2 separate regions of the Pan troglodytes genome follow, and region 1 is linked to region 2. The links are chromatin contacts, called in public Hi-C maps. All regions are on one chromosome and are shown on one strand. The core of a region is the stretch at or near the end of the contact, and the rest is flanking DNA. Distances in the headings are between cores, read along the strand shown. Region 1 has its middle 84 kb from the start of CPN2. Region 2 holds the start of HES1 (hes family bHLH transcription factor 1).

Evidence for each region. A called contact is a pair of places that touch in the nucleus more often than the background predicts.
Region 1: a contact with region 2 is called in a Hi-C map of stem cell-derived neural progenitor cells, with 3 times the contacts expected there. The contact joins the enhancer-like site here to the promoter of HES1 in region 2. A contact is called at or near these places in 4 of 7 Hi-C or Micro-C datasets (blood, induced pluripotent stem cells and stem cell-derived neural progenitor cells).

What each region holds. Positions count from the first base shown.
Region 1 is chr2:197,451,896-197,454,595 of NHGRI_mPanTro3-v2.0_pri, forward strand. No RefSeq gene overlaps it. Among named protein-coding and RNA genes, the nearest start is that of CPN2, 84 kb to the right of the region's middle. Within about 2 kb of position 1,271, at least 13 of the 24 cell types and tissues checked have an H3K27ac peak or open chromatin away from gene starts, as enhancers often do. A contact at or near this core is called in induced pluripotent stem cells and stem cell-derived neural progenitor cells, where this site is marked.
Region 2 is chr2:197,318,460-197,321,207 of NHGRI_mPanTro3-v2.0_pri, forward strand. HES1 (hes family bHLH transcription factor 1) reads left to right here and starts at 1,369. Exons shown (of 4, transcript XM_516956.7): 1 at 1,369-1,756; 2 at 1,886-1,981; 3 at 2,231-2,318. The coding sequence starts at 1,649.

The sequences.
Region 1 (2,700 bases), core at 21-2,520, 130 kb after region 2:
GAAGCTCTTCCCGGCACCAGGACAGAGCGCCTCCACCAGGCCTGCTAGAGGATCTCAGCTCCATCTCACCATGAAGCCCCCCACAGCCGAAAAAGCCCTCCCACATCCAGATCCCCCAGACACTTGGTGGCTTTTCAGGAGACACGGTTCTAACACCCATTTCACAGATAAGAGCACTGAGTCCGTCTCTGGCCGTGAGGCTGTGGCAGGGCTGGGACTGGAAGCAGGGCCTTTCATTTGACTTCTTGTAGGTTTCTTCCGGGGCACCACTTTGTTTTTGTTTTTTGTTTTGTTTTGTTGAGATGGAGCTTCACTCTTGTGGCCCAGGCTGGAGTGCAATGGTGCCATCTCGGCTCACTGCAAGCTCCACCTCCGGGGTTCAAGCGATTCTCCTGCCTCAGACTCCCGAGTAGCTGGGATTACAGGCGCCCGCCACCACGGCCGGCTCTTTTTTTTTTTTTTTTGGTATTTTTAGTGAGGCGGGGTTTCACTATGTTGGCCAGGGTGGTGTCGAGCTCCTGACATCAGATGATCCACCCACCTCGGCCTCCCAAAGTGCTGGGATTACAGGTGTGAGCCACCGTGCCGTGCCCAGGGCACCACTTTGAAAACTGGCATAGAGGAAGAAATGGCCACCTTCTCACCCATTGCCCACCCCTTTCCGCCTCCCCCCCTCACACAAGCCTGACACCACCTTGACAAGAGGACTGCTTCATTTCTTTGCCCTGGGTAGCTAGAGCCTAGTGCCCCAGGGTGCCTGATTAAAAGCGTGTTGACTGGCTCGCTCCTTTCCTGCCGGATCATCCTGCTTCTTCAAGCTCCACCCACCTCAGGATCAGCCTTCCCTTCCAACCGCAGGCCTGACCCCGCTGCTCTACAGGAGGAAAAGGCGCTCTGCGCTTTGTGGCCGGATCCGGGGTTCAGCAAGTCTCATCCTGGAGCTACCTCCATCAGAGTCAAGCTGTGCAGAGGCCCGGGGCAGCTCAGATGCTTGGGTGGGGGTGGCGAGGCACGGCTCCTGCCCTGTCAACAGAACCTGCAGAGGTCTTCAGGCTGCCCCCTTGAGAGCAGACTCTGTCACCCCTGCCCTGGCAAAGACCAATTGGAGAGAAGCCATTTTGGAGCCAGTCACTCATTAAGGAGGGGGAGGTGACCCTTGCCCTGTCTTCTTCCCTGAAAACAAAGTCCTTCCTTTGAGCTCTCCAGAGGCTGGCCTCCTGCACTGAATGCAGCCACAAGCAGCCCCCAGGGAGCCCCAGGTCCTGGGGACAGGCCCCAGAGGCCTGGCTTGGAGACCCTGGCCTGGAGGCTCTCCCAGGCCTTGGAGCCTGCTCTCTTCCCTGGGATAGAGGGGAGGGCCTGCCACCCGCCACCCGCCGCCTGGATCCTGTCATGGGACAGAGCTGGGCCTGAGCTCCAGGACAGAACAGGCAGACAGTGATCTGTGTTTTCTGGGAAGACAGCCAGTCCTCGTGCCCTCAGGCTTCCGGGCACTGAGGAGTATGGCCGAGCAGTCACCCGCCGCCCTGGCTCAGCCCCCTCCAGGCCCAGGCTGGGTGGGCACACCCCATCCCTGGTATCCAGGCCAGAGAGCTGCAGCAGGAGGGGCCATCACGCTGCTCTCTCTCCCTCGCCTGTGGCTTCATAAACTAAACAGTACAGCATCAAGGGGAGTGGGCATGCAGGCTGAGCTCTGAGCCGTGCCAGCCTGTGCACACACAGAGGCATCGTTTGGTGGGTGCACCCTGAGCATGTCTCATCCTTTCCCCCTCAACGAGGCTGAGCCGCTCAAGGGCATGGGAAAAGCACTGATTTGGCCTCAAAACAGCATTGGGTTCCAGTTCCTGGGCAGTGCTGCCATCCACCCGTGGGACCATGGTGAGTCATTTCATCCCCTGAGCCTGTTTCTTCAGCTGCGCCGTGGGGCAGTAACCTCCGCTGTGCCCCTTCCTAGTTGCTCAGTCTTGTGGTGTCAGGCAGCTGTGAGAACACGCAGGCCATGATACTCCCACGAGAACTTCTCCCTATTTTTTTTTTTTTTTTTTTTTTGAGATGGAGTCTCACTTTTTCTCCCAGGCTGGAGTGCGATGGTGTGATCTTGGCTCACTGCAACATCCCCCTCCCAAGTTCAAATGATTCTCCTGCCTCAGCCTCCTGAGTAGCTAGGATTACAGGCACCCGCCACCATGCCCGGCTAATTTTTTGTATTTTTGTAGAGACAGGGTTTCAACATGTTGGCCAGGCTGGTCTCAAACTCCTAACCTCAGGTATCTGCCCGCCTCGGCCTCCTAAAGTGCTGGGATTACAGGCATGAGCCACCACGCCCAGCCTCTCCCTACTAGGGTTTCATAAAATCTTATTGACCTGGTTTCATAATTCAATTTCACATATGAGGAGCAATGAAGGCCAGGGAGGGTGTAAGTCACTGGCCTGCAGATTGGAGCTGTCCTCAGGCATCCCTGGAGGCCCAACGAGCAGCCCGGCCAGGCCCGTTGTGGTTGACAGAGTTGGTGTCTGCCCACCCGAGGGCAGGACAAGTGGATGACCCCGAGCAGAGCCCCAGGAGGGAACTGTAGGGGGCCTGGAGCTCACCTCTCATTCTCTTACTTAATGGAGAGAACTGCCCACCTCTCAGAGGAAGCGAGGTACTCTCCTGTCCCGCTCTCCCTCTGGGCTACTCAGAGCAAACAGAGGGAACCA
Region 2 (2,748 bases), core at 119-2,618:
GGCCTGGGGAGGCGGGGGTGGGGAGAGAGGGTAAGCGCCGGGGCTCGGCTCCCAGCCCGCCGCCCCCTCGGATTCCTGGCCCGGCGGGGCCGGAGGAGGGGGCCCCGGACACACACACACACACCCCACACGCAGCGCGCGCCAATGAGCCCGGGCCAGGCGCAGGGGGCGGGGTTTTCCCAGGCTCGAGCACAGCAGCTGCTATTTACCTTCTTGGCTTCTCCCGGGGACCAGGAACCGGCCCCCGCTCTCCGCCGCCCGTCGCCGCCCCCCGCCTCCCTGCCCCCGGGGCGCGCGCACACACACTCACTCACACACGCACACACACACACATCCTCCCGGCCCGGCCGCAGCCGCGGCGGCAATAAAACATCCTGGCACGTGCTCCGGCTCCAGGCGCGCCCACGCCGGCCGGCTGATGTCAAACTGCAGCTCGGCTGGTGTAGCTCTTAAAGGGCCCGCGGGCGCCGGGGGCCGAGGCCGCCCGCGGGGCGAGGAGGGAGAGGCTGCTTCCTTGCCCGCCACCTCAACGCGCCGCAGAACCTAAAGCCTACGGATGAAAAGGGAAAGGGTGGTGAAGGAGGGCGCGAGTCCCTGAGGCATTGCCCTCGGAGCCCCCCTTGCTCATTTTTTCATTTGAAATACCGTTTCCTTCCACCCAGTTGCAAATTATTCTGATTGTTTCCTGGGGAAGCCCGGGGTCTAAGGCCCCAAATCCAGAAGAGGAATTTCGGAAAGACGGGGTGGGGGTGGGGTGGGGAAGGGATTCAAGAACTACCTTGCTCCGAAAAACCTGTATTTGTAAGGTAGAAGGCAATTTTTCCTTTTTCTGCATGGAAACAGTAAAATTTTTTTGGCCCTTTTCCTTTACCATCCACTTTCACCCTCCTGAATGTAAAGTCTGAGCGGGAACTTTAGATGTGTCGGTAACTCACACTCTTACACGCGTCCCCCCCCCCCGCCCCCTTTTAACCACTGCTGTTTTTTTCTTTATTGTTTATACCTTTAAAAAAATATGTTTCAAATGAACTTACTACAGTCAAAGCAGCTCTGTTACATATGAGAGAGGGCATAAAGAGCAAAGACCCTGGCTCCAAAAGAAATAGACAAGATCAAAACCAAAGCGGAAAGAAAAAAAAAATCTCTAAACCAAAGCCCAGAGGGAGAGTAGCAAAGGGTTAAAATCCTTTTGATTGACGTTGTAGCCTCCGGTGCCCTGGGCTCAGGCGCGCGCCATTGGCCGCCAGACCTTGTGCCTGGCGGCCAATGGGGGGGCGCGGTCCACGAGCGGTGCCGCGTGTCTCCTCCTCCCATTGGCTGAAAGTTACTGTGGGAAAGAAAGTTTGGGAAGTTTCACACGAGCCGTTCGCGTGCAGTCCCAGATATATATAGAGGCCGCCAGGGCCTAGGGATCACACAGGATCCGGAGCTGGTGCTGATAACAGCGGAATCCCCCGTCTACCTCTCTCCTTGGTCCTGGAACAGCGCTACTGATCACCAAGTAGCCACAAAATATAATAAACCCTCAGCACTTGCTCAGTAGTTTTGTGAAAGTCTCAAGTAAAAGAGACACAAACAAAAAATTCTTTTTCGTGAAGAACTCCAAAAATAAAATTCTCTAGAGATTAAAAAAAAAAAAAAAAGGAAAATGCCAGCTGATATAATGGAGAAAAATTCCTCGTCCCCGGTGGCTGCTACCCCAGCCAGTGTCAACACGACACCGGATAAACCAAAGACAGCATCTGAGCACAGAAAGGTAAGGGCGGTACCTGTATCTCTTTGCAGCCCCTCAAAATTAAGTAGGGGTTGGGGGGCTTCTTTCTGTCTTGAAACCCCGGGATGGCAGATTCCATGGGAACACAGAACTCTTTTTTTTTATTTGCAGTCATCAAAGCCTATTATGGAGAAAAGACGAAGAGCAAGAATAAATGAAAGTCTGAGCCAGCTGAAAACACTGATTTTGGATGCTCTGAAGAAAGATGTAAGTGGGGAAATGCTGCTCGCTCTTTTAATTAAAAAACAAACACTTTCTCAGCTACTAAGAGTGAAACCCCCCGCCCTGCGGGGTCTGGCACTCGCTGGTACTGCGTTCTCCCAGGCGGGAGGGCCCGGCCTTATTCGCTGGGGTCCAGAGATAATGCTTGCGCTCCGTGGCCGGGAGGAGGGACCCCCAGCACTCTGAAGCAGCTGACACGGGGCTCACTTTCCTTTCTTGCCTCCTCCTATGCAGAGCTCGCGGCATTCCAAGCTGGAGAAGGCGGACATTCTGGAAATGACAGTGAAGCACCTCCGGAACCTGCAGCGGGCGCAGATGACGGGTGAGGGCGGCTCGCCGCGTCCCCCTGTGCGGGCGTCCCGCTCGCCTCGCGGTGATTTCTTCCAGACTTCCGCCCGTGGTTGTGAGAGGCATTCAGCTACATTTTACTGCCTTGGCTCACTCTCGCGTTCCCACGGTCTGGGGCTTATTTATAGCCACAACTCCAAGTTGTTACTGTTCCGGAAAGGGAGGGAAAGAGGTTGCAGCCGCGAGGGTGGCGGGCGGCGGGTAGGGGCGAAAGGACTTACGACTGTGGCGGTTTGGAACTGCGTGGAGCCTGGGGGTCACTGGTTTAGCACTCCTTCCCGTTGCAGAAGGGGAAATGAGGCTTGGATGATGGATTGGGAGGCATTGTCCAAGGTCACATCGCGCGCGGGGGTGGGGGTGACAGATCTGGGGCTGAGATAGGTTTAAATGCAGCTACAGGGAAT